Regions from separate parts of the Mus musculus genome. Here region 2 is linked to region 1. The links are chromatin contacts, called in public Hi-C maps. All regions are on one chromosome and are shown on one strand. The core of a region is the stretch at or near the end of the contact, and the rest is flanking DNA. Distances in the headings are between cores, read along the strand shown. Region 1 holds the start of Enpp2 (ectonucleotide pyrophosphatase/phosphodiesterase 2). Region 2 overlaps Gm26684 (predicted gene, 26684).

Evidence for each region. A called contact is a pair of places that touch in the nucleus more often than the background predicts.
Region 2: a Hi-C map of liver shows a contact between it and region 1, with 1.6 times the contacts expected there. The contact joins the enhancer-like site here to the promoter of Enpp2 in region 1. A contact is called at or near these places in 2 of 39 promoter capture datasets (liver and macrophages), 12 of 484 Hi-C or Micro-C datasets (Sertoli cells, cerebellar granule neurons, cerebral cortex and 4 more), 6 of 115 datasets of contacts at active chromatin or transcription factors (embryonic stem cells, fibro-adipogenic progenitors, heart atrium and 3 more) and 3 of 9 other capture datasets (adipose tissue, liver and pancreatic islet).

What each region holds. Positions count from the first base shown.
Region 1 is chr15:54,917,514-54,925,176 of GRCm38.p6, forward strand. Enpp2 (ectonucleotide pyrophosphatase/phosphodiesterase 2) reads right to left here and starts at 2,633. Exons shown (of 25, transcript NM_015744.4): 1 at 2,416-2,633; 2 at 2,086-2,185. The coding sequence starts at 2,448.
Region 2 is chr15:54,959,568-54,967,230 of GRCm38.p6, forward strand. The region is part of intron 2 of Gm26684 (predicted gene, 26684); the gene reads left to right. Among named protein-coding and RNA genes, the nearest start is that of Gm26684, 10 kb to the left of the region's middle. Within about 2 kb of position 3,659, at least 5 of the 459 cell types and tissues checked have an H3K27ac peak or open chromatin away from gene starts, as enhancers often do. A contact at or near this core is called in liver, where this site is marked.

The sequences.
Region 1 (7,663 bases), core at 1,383-3,882:
GGATATCTTTAGAGCCCAAGCATGCTGTGATAAATAAATAAATAAATAAATAAATAAATAAATAAGATCCTAGGATGCTTTCTCTTTTGACTTTTATTTTTTAAAGTGTAGAAAAAGATTCACCCAATGTTCTCTGACTCAAGTTTTGCTAATAGAACCACCTATCACTAGTATTATTTAGGAGGTTCCCCCTTGCAAGTGTAGTTAGCAATTTAAAAAGATAGAAAACCTGTCTACACTCTGCCTTTCCCGATTTCTAAAAGGAATCTTTTGTCTTTTCTACTTAAGCAGAAATGAACCCCAGTGTGTAGACAGCAGGTAAGCTGCATCACAAGAAAGCTTAAGAAGAAAAGCCACATAAGTCTACCAAAATCCTGAAACTCGGATATAAACTGTGTGGTGCCCTAAAACTAAGCTTCACGGAGATGAAGTGAACTATCACTATACACCCTAAGGCTCCAGATACTGATTCCATTAACAAGTCAAGAAGCAGTACTCTGTAGTAGGTCTAACGCTATCTAATTGATCAGCAGTACTGTAGACTAGACTAGTTTCCAGAAGTAATATTGACATTACTTGTCTTGTATCTATTCCCTACAACATATGGAAGTAGTTTATTATATGAGCAGTGTTTTCAGGGACTAATACATTTAATCCATACTTTTCACATTTTCTGGTAGAGATCACACACATTTAATAGGAGATGAAACAGGATGGAGGAAATGTTTTTTTATTATTTTATTTTTAACAATCTAGAAGATAAAGTCTTCTAAACTGATGCTCATTGCTGAGGGCTGAGGCATTACAAGTGACTTGCCTGTGAAAGGAGCACTTATTAATATGGACTCAGGGTCCCAGGCTGGTACTTTGATGATCCATAGTCCAAAAAAAAAAATAATGGCCAAGTTTGAAAATAATGCAGTCATCAAAGAAACAGCATCGATTCCTGCCACTATCATTTAAAGAAAGCAGAAAATTGGTTCCTTTTCCGCACAGTGGAAAGACCCGGCCATGGGCTGTCAGAGCTGCATGCTCAGGCCAAGGACCTAGTCCCCTGTCACAATCAGCCTTAGCGAGGGTCAAAAAGAAGGCTTTGAAGACAGTGTTTGCCTCCAATAAAAACAGCCTTCTCTTCTGGCCCAGCAATCCCTCTCCTCTCTCCCCAAAGAAACACAATGCAGTTTTGTCCCTCAGGCTCCCCGGGGCCACAGTTTTTTAAGATCTGTTTTCACATTCTTTCTCCAAAACACACTGCAGCTCCTTCACCCTCATCACCTACTGTACCTTCAACCTTCTTCTCAAGCCTAAGTCAGATAACTTGCCATGTGGAAGATTCAGTATTCCACTATGCCTCATTTAATAATACACATTTATGGTGGTATAAAGGCAGGTGGTGTTTCATAGAGTGCCAATCAAGAAACACAGAGAAACACCAAATTCCCGGGGAGACAGAAGACATACTGTGATGTCAGAGAAAGGGAAGAAAATATTGCCCCCTAGAGTACCTGTCATTTCGAATGCAATTTTTAATTCTGAAACCATCAGCAGCTCCAATTTCCAGGAAATTAACCAAGCCATTGCTTAAGACCAGGTCAGCTAGGCCCCCTCAGCCTGCACAAACGTTCCTTTATGAAGCCCCACTCCGCTGGGTACAGCCCACTGCAAAGGAGCCCCATTCACTCCAGCTGTGTTAGTTAAGTCAGCTCCGAAAACTCACCTTGCCTTCTTCCAGAAGGAAACACAGCGATCACAGATCTCCTCTCTAAACTCACCTTGAGGGTTCCCCTAGTCTCAGTAAATCTTAGTCCCAAAGTTATAAATAAATTTCTAGTTTCACTTTTAAAAAAAAAAGTTTATTGCCTTTTTTAACTTCCTTTTTTCTCATTCCTAGGATAGAACTTTCTGATAGCAAATAATGTACTTTACACAACACAGCCGTCTCAACCCTCTGTACCACCACGTGGAACCTGTCAGCCCCATCCTTCTCCAACATTAAAGCGATAACCTATTCTCACCTTGGGCTAAATGTATCGCCCTGCACAGTACTGTTAAAGAAACAAAACTGCTAATAACGGATACTCTTACCTGTGGGAGGTCCTTCATCCCATTCGGCCCTCTTAATTCGACTTGCTGTGAATCCTAAGCAGAGATTGACGCCGATGGCAAAAGTGAACAAGGATATTACCTAAGGGGATAAGGAGATCAAGTTGTCAAACACAACTAGATTAGATGCATTCAAAGTGCATGGAAGCAGTTCAGATGACCCTAACAACCCGAATCCTGCCAATTCGGAAAGGCATTCTCAGATGATGTCTGAATTTGAACAAGGAAAAAGAAAAAAGAAAAAAAATCGAATTCAAATGGTAGTGATCGGAGAGATTCGGCACCTCGCTAGTCACCGTACCATCCTCCTACCTGGTATGACCCGAAACAGCCTTGTCTTGCCATGCCGAGGGATTCTTGGAAAACCTCTGCAGGGTGTTCTCTGCTTGCCCTGAATGCTCTGCTTTCGGGGCTCTGCGTTCAGGCTGTTAACTCCAAGCAATCCCACCTGGGAAGTTGACAGGCGCATCTGATTCGTGCAGAGCTCGATTTCATCACAGTTGGTTCACAAATTGCAACTCTGAGCAGAAGAGGCTTAAGGCAACATCCTTCTTGGCCCCACCCCCCGACCGGCCCCTCCCCTTGAACAGACACTTTCATGTGGTATCCTTTGGCAACCGGAGGACTTCTTGTGTAGCTGTGGCCAATAACAGTGCATGTTCGATTTTTTTTTTCTTCCCTCTCAAATACATGGTTTGTCAAAAGAGAAACCAAATGTACTTTATCCGATAAAAATGAATCAGAGCTGCCCAGAATTTCCCATCAGCTCGAAGCGTTTACTATGTAGTTATTTGATGCCCTCAACCCCCCAACTTCAGGGTTTTTTTTTTAAACAAGGGGGGGGGGTACAATTTATAAACCAAACAAATCTCTGTCTTTACCATTTGTTTATTTTTCTGGCAGTTGGAATGACCCTGTATCTATATAAATACATTGTCAGCTACTTCTGATTCCTTGGGAGCTTCACACAATGGGAGCTTCCAAAATTGCAACTCACACGAGAGATAACATTATTTTCCCTTCATGTTGTTAAATTTTACACTAGTAACTTTTATCAAAATACTGGGGCTGCCAGCTTAAGCTGCATAAAGCCCTTCTGAGTATGAGAAACAGACAATATCATTCCAGTCTCTACCCATTCCTGACAAAAGTCAGCTTGTCTGTGGAGTGGGGGTGGGGTAGGACGCAGGCATAAAGGACAGTAGGGGAGGGAGCTTCATTAGCCTTGAATTTAGCTTGAAAGTGGCAATGGCTGCAAGAATTCCTGTCAAATGCGCATCTCCTTTGAAGAGACTGTCCCGGGAGGCTCTTGTGTGTGTTGAAGCTTCTATCCTAAGCAATTTTGCAACTTGGCAACCACACCAAATTTAGAAGCCTCTAAATCGGAAAGTCGTTTCCATATTATATGCCTTTAGGATTCAAATGAGGGGAGGCTTGTTTTTGGCTTTCCCCTACCGGGCCCCTTGACGATCATTCTTGCAGAGCACATATGTGCATACGTAAACAAACAGGAACCTTCCAGGCAGCAACTGCTTAAAGGAAGCCCCCGTGGCTCTGCTCGCATAAAACCCGATAGCACAAAAGCCAAGAGCTTGTTTACGTGGATCGCAGAGTAAGCCTGGGTTTCATTAGAAACTCTAGAATTTAGTAAACAGCTCATTGAAAAGAAGAAGAGACACTGCCAGACACTCAGTGGCTCTTCTAGGATCCTCTTAGCTTTGGACTCTCGCAGAGCGGGCAGGCTATGAATTTATCTACAAGCCTCTTGCTTTAGTCTGTATGCCAAGCTAAACTGATCTGGAGTTCATTATTTAGCAAGGCTTCTAAAAGATGTTAACCCCATGTAAGGTTTTTCTACTATATATTCCATCTCGAGATGCAAATCTGCTGTTCTCAGGGAAATCTGTAAACCAAAAGGAAATCATTGGGTCTGCACTGTTATTTCAGTGTACCCTGCATGCTACAGAGGATCTGAAAACAAATGGCCTCCTTTTCTCTCCAGCCTCCCCAGCCTGTAGGTCCCAGAAACTTGAGACTTTCTCTGACATAGAAACCCATCTCTAAGAAAACCTAGGCTCTCCTTGGAAGGAAAAAAAAATACAGCTCAGAAACTGAAGATCATTTTGTATTTTGTTGTTTTATTTTTATGGAAAGCAAACTAGCTGTGCAGGAGAGAGGGGGCCACAAAGCGTGAGAGCAAGTTGGTCACGTATATCATGATCTGTACAGCACTGGATTACCCATTGATCGAAAAGGATCAAGATGAGCCACTGTTTCTGTGAGCCATTCTGCCAAAGAATTGTATTTTCACCCAGATCACTGTGCATCAGGGACTGGACAAAGCATGCACACATGAGCATGCACACACCTACATACACGTGCATATATACAAATATACACATGCACACACATACACATGTACATACACATACATGTGTACACATAAACATGCACATACACATATAAGAATATACACAGGTGTCTAAATGCATACACACCATCTAGCTATAGTTAAGCAAATTGTGTGTGTGTGTGTTTTATATGTGCATATGTATATGAAGGTATATGTGCTTTCCATGTGTGGAAGCCACAGAAGGGCTTTGAGTGTCCTTCCTTATTACTCTGTCCCTTATTCTGTTGAAATAGGGAGTCTCACTGAAGCCCGAGCCAGGCTAGCAGCCAGAAGTCCTCAGCAATTCTCATGTCTCCACCCCCAACAGGGCTGCTGGGCAAGACAGAAAGCAAGCAGATTTTTACTACAAGGTAATCATTATAGATTAGGCAGTCAGGAGGATAGCCTTATCTTGGCATCGAATCAACTGTAAAACACAATTAACTCTCATTATCTCAAATAAAGAAAACTCTGAGCCTGGTAATGTAGACAATAGGTCAAAAAAAATCCACCTAAAATACTAGACTACAGTACAAAATATTTCAAAAGAAATAAAGCTCACCTGTTATTGTGTTTAAGGTTTTGACACACATCGCTGGCTGGCTCAATACAGCAAAAAGAATATAGGGGCGAAAAAAAGCTGTAAACGTCCAGTGTGGCTTATGAACCCAGCATATTTCAGAGAACACTGCCCTCTGGCAGAGAAAACCCTAACCCTGTAAATACCTGGTAAGCAACTTGGCCTCAAGAACACTCTAGTCTCCAACGTTATGGCCCATAAGGATCCCCCTGAGGAGCAGGTATTAAAATGTGATATGTATGCCTTGTCCCGAGATTCTACTCCACTGGTTCTAAGGGGTAAGAGAAGAAAGGAGACTTTAGGGGACAGACAAGAAGGACACAATGGTTTGTTCTGATACAAGCCATGCAAGGACCACATTTAGGAAAACATAAGAATAAACGACAGTGACTTGATTGTCAGTGCCTCACATGTCGAACGGCTGGACCTAATTCATAATCTAATTTTAATCTATTACTAATAGTGTTCACTGGACTTTAACTTTCCATCTCTCAATGACAAGCTGGGGCGCTCCAGCAGGGGAGTATTCTGGATGCTGGGAACTTCAGAGCAGTGACTTATTTACTTTGCTGTTTATACAAAGCAGCAGTGTGTTGCTTGATTGCGATACAGCAGTTGCATTTACAGAAATGCACAGTCTATCTTTTCATGAAAGGGTTCTATGGCTCCTTGTTCTCAAGCCCTGACCAAGATAAGAAGGTTTGGGGTGACCCCGTGAGGTTTGAAAGCTGTGTGACTGACACTTGTCATTCTCACTGCCAATTCTGAAACTGTCTGGAACTCACTAAAACTTTGTCCATGTCCTGTTTGTTTCTCATTATGCTGAACTGCCTTGAGTTGGCTTCGTATCGCTCCAACTGTAACTACAACAAAACACCATGACCATTAGAAAATGGCACTCCTGTGTATTTCCCCCAAATCTAGTTGAAAAGTCATGATGTCTTGTCTTTTAAATTCTGTTTTGGCTGAGGACAACTAGAAAATTCAGAATTCGCAAAATGAACAACAGTCTTTGTTTCCCAACCTAACGGGCAGAATGCTTTGACAGCTAAAAGAATAACAAGCTGGCTCACTGCTTCCACAATTCTGGACTGCAGATGGGACTTAAGATGCTAAGTTGCAAGAGTGAGGTTTTAGGAATAATGTATGTTCCAGGCATTAACCAGAAGAGAAAAGGCAAGCTTCAATACAAATGCCAAGAGGGCTTGTTCTCTTAATTAGCACACAATTTAAAGCTGAAATCAATACCGTCATGTTTCTCAGAGGATTTAATTTATGTTGTAACTATGTGTTACACAGACTGTGTATGTGTTATACATCGAACAAGAATTGCACACACATTGATCTGTGAGTAACCGTTCATCATTCAATATTCACTAGTTCTTATGTGTGCTAAGCATTGTTCTCAGTACACAAGGAAGGTGAACCAGACATCAGCTATGTCCTCTGCATTCAACTAGATGCAGAGGTATGTGTAAAATAAAACCTGTGGTCTTTGCAGACATGTAAAGTTGGTGATCTTTTGAGAAGACAGAATTTAGGTTTCATCTAGTTAAGAGGCTCACAGAAGACTTTGTACAGTCAATGGAGCTGTGATTTGAAGGGTAGGGGCAAATGGTCAGATTCAGAGAGTACGAAGAATTCTAGGCAGAGGGAACCCAATGTGCAAAAATTATATGTAGGATGAAGGTAAAATTCATGAAGACCAAAAACCAGCCAGCTTAAATGAGGTTTGGAGAACCAGCGTGGGCAGAAGTGACGCCAGAGTGCAGAGGTTAAGGAAGGCCAGTCATGTGGCTTTTCAAAGGTAGCCGGAATGGCATTATCTTTATCCTTAAAGCAACAGAAAGCCCTTAGAAGGCTTAAGAAGGTAGGGGTTTAATCAGATTTTAAAGCTAATCTCTTTCAAGTGTGAATACAATTTGCAAGGAATCAAGAATGGATACAATCATTGGGCTTAAAAGAATGACATTCAGCCAGCACCAGGGAGTCCCTGGTCGGTGTGGACAGGAAGAAAGGCTAGGAGTAAGGAGAAAGATCTAGAAATAAACCAGATGGGGGAGTTGAAGGGCTAGTGAGTTTTTTTTTTTTTTTTTTTTTAAAGATTTATTTATTTATTATATGTAAGTACACTGTAGCTGTCTTCAGACACTCCAGAAGAGGGCATCAGATCTTGTTACAGATGGTTGTGAGCCACCATGTGGTTGCTGGGATTTGAACTCCGGACCTTCAGAAGAGCAGTCGGGTGCTCTTACCCACTGAGCCATCTCACCAGCCCCGTGGGCTAGTGAGTTTTAAGGATGACTTTGGAGTTAACGAATACTTACCAATTACCATGACCACATATCATCTTAGGAAAGTCCCGTATTGTGTCTGCATTGGAATATGTAAATGTGTCTAAATGGGACACACACACAGCTGGGAAGATGGCTCAGTGGGAAATCATGTGCCTCGTGGGTGTGAGGAATTGCATTTGGAGCCTCAGAACCCATGTAAAAAGCTGGTGTTAGTGATGCGTCTGTGTCTCCAGTGTTCCCCTAGGAGAGTAGTAGAGAAAAGAGAATCCCCAGGATCCCACAGGCTGCCCT
Region 2 (7,663 bases), core at 2,409-4,908, 43 kb after region 1:
ATCTTCCTTTCCAAGAGGAATCTTCAACAGATTCCTGGACTCATCTCTAGAGAAGAGAAAACACACACACACACACACACACACACACACACACACACACACACACACACACAGGACAGATGGAAGAAATCCAAAAGAAAAGAACCCAACATGTTTAAATTTCAATGGACCACTGAAGCATCTCTCCACTGAAGCATCTCTGGCTGAGAGTACAGCCAAAAGGAATCAAAAATTGTACATTAGAAAAGTACCGTGAGACCAAGCTTACATGGCTGCCAATGAGTCAAAAAAGGCTAAGCAGGCAGCTAAGCATATACCAAATGACAGCACCTAAGAAGATACTGTGATGCCTGAGTGGGAGGAAAATGCTTGCTAAATAGATAGATCAGTTTCTAAAATAACCATAGGCATTGGTTATTCTAAAAATGGAAAAAAAAACCCAAATAAACAAATCCTGATACCAAAAACACCAAGGACAGTTATCTATGGGTTAAATTCCGGGTGGTTCTAAAAGCTATGCTTGAAAATGATTCACCTCATCTCTTCATGACACAGAGCTCAGCCCCAAAGAGAAATAAGTAATATCCCCAGTGTCTACTTAATTCTCAATCGTTTTCTTCTTGGTCCTGCCACACATGATGGACCTTCCCAGCATGCAGATGAAGACCTGTTTTCTCATTTCTCTAAGTTTTCACCGGCTCTTATCCCCATCCCCAACACTCATATCTGGCTCAACTACCTCATGGATGGTTCCCAATCTCCCCAATGCTGCAACCATTTAATACAGCTCCCCATATTGTAGTGACCCTCATCCATAAACCTATCTCCATTTTGCTACTTCATAACTCTAATTTACTGCTATGAATCCAAATATAAATATCTGTGTTTTCCAATGGTCTTTGGGATTTGGGACCCACAAGTTGAGAATCACTGGTCTAGGGCCTTTCCCCACTCAACTCCCATGAGTTTGGGCTCAAAACAGCCTCCTCTGCTAGGCTGGGGCCCAGCCCATTCTCTGCTTGCACACAGCATACCCCACTGGCTTTTTTCTCCTCCTGAGTCCTGATGGTTCCTGACTGAGCAATTCCTCCATTGTATCTCATGGCCAACTGACCGCCCAGCCAGAAAATTGAATTAATAAATTAATAAAGCAATGTTCTAAATGATCTTTTTAGAGAGATGGTCTGCTTTAGTTTTTAGTTTTTATTTGATTTTTAAAACTTTATTGGGGTGTACTCTTGATATGCAATTCACTGATTTAAACTGTGCATGTCAATGACTTGGGAATGTTTAAATAGGTGCACAACCCACATCAGGATTGATTACAGAACATTTCATCACACCAAAAACAAATACCATATTCCTTATCTGTCATTCTTCATGTCACCCAGACTCCTGGTTCTGGGCAACCACAGGTAGAGACTGTTCTGTGTCTGCAGGTTTGTATGATCTAGCCATATCCTATGACTAGAACCACCCAATGACTCGTTGTCTGTGATCGGCATCTGCTGACACCTTTGAACATGCATTTGTCTTTAAACTTCCATTTTATGTGGGAGGTATGTGAAAGAATTTGGACCCTTGTAGAGATATTGGAAGGTAAATGAAGGCAGTACTTCTTAGACAGAATCCACTGCAGCCTGGGAAATTGTCCAAATTCCTGAGCCCTAGGATGACAGTGAGGATGAAGCAGCTAAGAGGGTTAGCTGTATCTATCACCTCAGAACAGAAGAAAGAAATGGAATCCAATTGAGGGAAACTACCTCACTCACCAGCCCTGTTTCAGCACGGCTACTTGTGCAGGATCTCTTAGGCCACCAGGACGCACTCTAAATCAAAGTTCCTCGGTCAAACTCTAACTTAACCAGACAGCAGTTGCTGATCTTCATGTGTCACTTCTCCATCTACACAAAGATTATAAAAATAATTCCTGCCCTCTGGCCACCTCATCAGAGAACTGAAAAGTCATTACAGTGAAGTAAGAGGCTGTGTGAGGTGCGTAGTACAGACTTGGAACATTGTAAATACTTGGTACGTGCTTTTGCTTCTTGTTGATTGGCCACAGCTCTTTACATATTGTCCTATGCATGATGCAACGTGGAAAGGGGACAGTGACGCAGTTATGAACGTTATCAACTATTATCACTGTGAAATTTTCACGCTGTATTTTAATAGACATTATAAATCTTGAGCTGATTCATCTGAAACCTAAAAATAACTTACTAACTGGGTGAGGTGATGCATATCTTTAATTCCAACACTCAGGGGAAAGACACAGACAGATCTCTATGCATTTGAGACCAGTTCTACACGAGCCAGGGCTATATGGTGAGACCTTGTCTCAAAAACAAAACAAAACAAAATAAGCAAGCAAACTTAATGGAAAGTCAAAATGTTTTAGCTCCATGTCCAGAGTTTAAATGTGATGGAAGGAGCAGAGTTTCTCCATATTCCTCAGTCCCCGAAGCAGAAAGAGTAAAATGGCTTACTGGACTTTGCATCATACCTGTTCCCCCACAGTCCTCTTGTATAGTGCCCTTGCTCTCCTGTTACCATCCCTAGGAACCAGACCCGTGTATGACACCATCTGCTTAGCCTTCCCCAGAATATCTGCTAAAAATATGTCAAAAATCAATCTTTGTGTGATTATCACTCTCCGGACAGACAAAGGCAACATTAGGATAAAACCATCTCTCTGCATCACACACAACTGTGAGTGGCCAAAGACTTAGGTTGATGTTGTCACCAGCAAATCAGCCAATTATCCAGAAAGTTGGAGTCAGAGGGTAGCTGGCCTCTTACATGCCAGCCTATAGAAGGGGACATGAAACTATGGGTCCCCTTCCAGCTTCCTCTGCATTGTCTTTCCTGAGTATTGGACACTGCTCAGATTCAGCTCTTCCCCAGCCCCACTTCTTGCGCTGTCTCCTCAGCAGCTCCAGGTAGGAGCCCTAAGCATGGGCTTTAGTCAGCAGCTCCCTGTCACTGATGCTACATCACAAGCAGCTACAGAAGATAAGCCTGCCACATTTATCTTCTTACCCTGGAGTCAGGCTCAAAATGCTCATTAGTCTGTTTGACAGATATTTATTGAGATGCTAGTGTGTGTGCCAACCCTGTTAAATACAAACATTTCACAGAAATGGAGGATTAAACTCTGAAAGGAATTTTGAGAGAATGAAAAGAGACGTGGGGAAAGAAACATCACACAGAGAGTTCCAGTGCCTGGGTAAGGAACACCCTGGTGACAGATCTTGTTCCACTATGTCAAGGATCCTTCTTTCTGTTAAAAATACCCTGGGTTTAGCTGGATGTGGTGGTACACTCCTTTATTCCCAACCATAGAGAAGCCGAGACTGGTAGGGAGATCTCTGTGAGTTCTGTGATCTCTGTAGCCTGGTCTACAACAGTGAGACCCTGTCTCAAAAACAAACAAAACCTACCAAATAAAAGCCATCCACAATAATTTAAACTTGACTATAAAGCCAGAGAGAATCTAAATGATTACAGATTTTTAACAACAACCATAAAGCACCCACAAGTTAGCGGTCGAAGACGTTCACAGCCATCCACATTTGCAAAGTGACTAGCACCACACGTCTCACCCTCCGCACCTCTCTCACCCCAGCCCGGCTGGTTCATGTCTCGCCCACGCTGGGCTGACAAAGGACTTGTAAAAGTTTAACTCAATAGGGTTGCACAACGTTGAAAGTTTGAATTGCTGCTCAGGCTAATGAATGAGATTCTTCTATCACCTCATGAAGATGTCCCCAGTGGGAGGAAGAGTGGAACAAGCTGTCACAAACATGAATGTCCTCATCGGGCTCAGGTGAGGCTTGCACAAGAAAATGAAGCAGGGGACACTCACCTCTACCAGGTGCAGTACAGACATGCCCCAATGTTTCTTTGTGTCCTTTGTGAAACTTAGGTTCTTAAAAGTCTGGTTTCCCTTCCTGAGGTGATGCAGGCGTTTGGCATCTTCACTGTGGTGATAGTGTCACAGGTGTTTGTGTATCTCCAAAGACAACAAACTGCACAGTAAGAATGTGGAGCTCTGTGTGATGGTCCTACCTCAGTGAAACTGTTAGGAATAGAAAGCAGCTATTTCCTCACTGAGCCAAAATCACAACCCACTGAACACATTGTTGCTTTGGGCAGCCTTTAGGAAAGCAGGCTTTCAGCTAGACTGTAACTCTTCCTTTGCTCCTTAAAAGCTGCTAATACTTTCCCTTAATCATCCATTGTGTTACTAACTCTGATAAATGTCCCTCACCACGTTTTCTTGGCCTTACTCTCCTCTCTCATGTGAACCATTGACCATGTCTCCTAATCGCTCTCCTCAAATCTAGTGTGAGCCTATGACAACCCTCCCTTTCTTCCAGGGGTCAGAAAGATCTCCCTAGAATCCTGATCCTCCACCTAATTTACTGCTTCCTGCCCTGCAGGATTTCTCATTGTCCTGAAGACAAGGCCTCAGTTTCTCAGAAGAGATTAGCAGTGACCTGCTCAAGATGGCTGCACACAGACAAGAGCTGATGGCGGATCAGCTCTGCCAGGGCCCAAGCAGAAGCTCCGGAAACCATGCACTTTTTTGTTTAAGACCCTGTGAGTGCTAGAGCCACCCAAAATGAGCATTTATTCCCTCTTGCTGAACTTTATAGCTAATGATATCCCTGGCTCGTCTTAAAGTCAGCATCAGAAACCCGCCATGTTAGCATCACAGAAGTCCTGTCTCCCTTGAGACCTCCTGACTTGCTTCCTTCTGCTGGAACTTCTTCCCTCTTTTCATCATGGTAACTTACGCATCCAGGTCTGGACGCTTCAAACCCAGCTTCCCCTACCCTCTTGCATTGGCTTAGGTTAGGTTTAAAAACCAGGGCGTGCTTTTTAGAGCGGAGCTCCTTTTCTGGAGTCTTAGTGTAGCCTCTTATTGTCTGCCCTTGAGAGCAGGGGTTGTATTGAGTTACTTTGTAAACTCTTTGTCTAGATATTTAATAGGTAACCCGGTGATCAAAGAACCAAATGAGTAAATGGATGGACAAATAGATACGTTAAGAAATAAAGCCTGCGTTTCTGAGTGCCTACTGCTGTGTGTTTCCAGTAGAACATCTGCTTTCCTAGAATACACTGATAGATTTCTAGGAACTGGTCATTTGTCATGGTAAAAAGTAACAGTAACAACTACAACAACAAACCATTTAGGTTACATAAACTAAAAATGTCAGCTTTCTTGTATTTGCTTTTGCTGTCTGTAATAAAAAGAAGCTGGTCTTTCCACAGTATTTTCAGCCACAGGTCTGCCCACCTTCTTCAAACATGCCAACCAAGACTACACAGTGGACAGCATCGATTGTCTTACTGAGTTTAGAATTTATCTTGGTTGTTGGGTTTTTTTCCCCAGTCTCTATGATAAGGTAGAGATGTGAGTGCTTGAGTCTGCAGAGGCCATGGAACTATAAGAAAATCTTCTGGAAAGGTCCAAGCAGGAGATGATAAAGGCCAGAATACAAAAGGTCAGTACAGACCGTGAATTTGCAGAATAAAGAAATATTTGGAAGGTCAAACCTATTTCGAGTTTAAGACCAGAAGGACATCACTACAGAGAGAAGAAAGGAAGGTAACCTCAGAGATTAAGCCACTGGAACTGGGGCGGGGGGGGGGGGTGTCCCACTACCCCAGATCATGAGTGAGAGAAGCCAATGGGCTCCTTTGAGATTCATTCAGTTTAATTTGTGGACTTTCATAATAAATAAGTGTAATAACAACTGTTCTCTATCCACTGGCAAGATGCCTTGTATACAGAGGTTCAGTTTTCCCTGGGACTGAATCAAGATTCAGTATATTATTAACATTTTTATTCTTAATTATGTGTGTGTGTATAGGTGGCTATGCACTCCTGAATGTAGGTGACCATGGAGGCCAGAAGAGAGCACAAGAGTTGCAGAGCCATCCAATGTGGGTTCTAGAGAACAGACCCGAGTCCTCTGTAACAGCAACGCATGGTCCAAACCACTGAGCAACCTCTCTGGCACCTCAGTGCGACCCAGTTATATAATATCAATCAACCTAATTTGTACTATGAATGTAGGAAAAGAGAGAGAAACATCCGGATCAGCGTATGAAAAACACCAATAGAGACAAAGACTGGAAGCCCCTCCCCCTCAGCAAGGATATGGGTAAGGGGGTGGAGCACCTGAGAGAAAAGCTATACATAAGAAAGTGTAAGCGGTATGCAAATGATTCATAGAGGCACATGGCTTTCCTGGTCCAGTGCTGTTTGCCCAACTCTCTGGCCAGTTTCTCCGTTTCATATAATTTCCCTATTTCTACCACTACCCACTACCACTACCCATGTCTCCCTGGTCCAATTCTTTGTTCTGCGCCTCTGCTCTCAATTGTTGTTGTTGTTGTTGTTCATTCACTTCCCTGTTTAGCTTTCACATCCAGGTCATCAGAGTCCATCAGGGCAGGGACCCCAGTAGGAACTGAAGCAGAAATCATGGAGGAAGGCTGGTTACTTATTCAGCTCAGCTCAATCCCCTGCACTTGGTACAGGGCAGGTTACGCGGACGTCATCTCCCTGGCCACCTGTTTGCCCATCTGGAATTGCACCTGCCGGTTTTGCTCTGGATCTAGCTCTGTCCGTTCACCTCTGCAGCTGGCTACATCTCTCAAAACCCTGACCTTTTCCTGGCTGGATCTCTATAGCAGTTGCTTCTTCCCCTCTAGCTGCTTTAGTTTTGTTACCAAATACAGACTTCATTGCATTTCTACCAGCCCACTTCTGAAACCTTTTGAACTCTGCTGTAGGCTCTAACTTGTATTTATTTTGTAAGCCCATAAACGCAAACATAGATAGATGCACCGTGTGTGGTACTCGAGTCAGTATGAGTAACTGAGGTTGTAATAAGAAACTTGGATTTGCCTCAGTCTCATTAACAAAGTAGGCAGGATTATCGGACAAATTGTTATGATCAAAACACCTTCACCCCGTGAACCTTATTGTATTTACCATTATTTAATAAATGAAGAGACACAAACATGAGCACATGCGTCTGGCATAGCACACTCCTGACATCCACACTTGCCAGGGCTACATGTAAGGAGAGCTCATGGAAAAGGAAGGTCCACCATTTACAAATATAAGAGAATTCGGGTGCTATGAAAAAATGGCTTAATAAGTTTTACCAACTCTCATAATCAGTACGTTTGAGCTTCTAACTTTTCCCAGACCCTCAAGCCTCTTCTGTTCTCAGGAGCACGATTCTGTTGGTTTTTTGTTTGTTTGTTTGTTTGTTTGTTGTTTGTTTGTTTGTTTCTACTTTTATTTCATCATTATTGATTACCATTATTATTAGTGTGTGGGAGGTGTGTGTTTGTGTGGTTATGTGACTCTATGTATTTAGAGGACAAATTGGGTGTCTTTCTCAATCATTCTCTACTTTTTACATGGTTAATTTTTAAAAATTTATTATTATGTTTGTGTATACACACGTATACATATAGGTACACACACCATGACATGTATGTAGAGGTCAAAAAACAACTTTTTGAGGTTCATTCTATATGGATCCTGGGGGCTGAACTCATATTGCTAGGGCTGCACAGCAAGCCCCTATATCCACTGAGCCTTCTTCCTGGCCCTCTACCTTAGCTTAGAGAC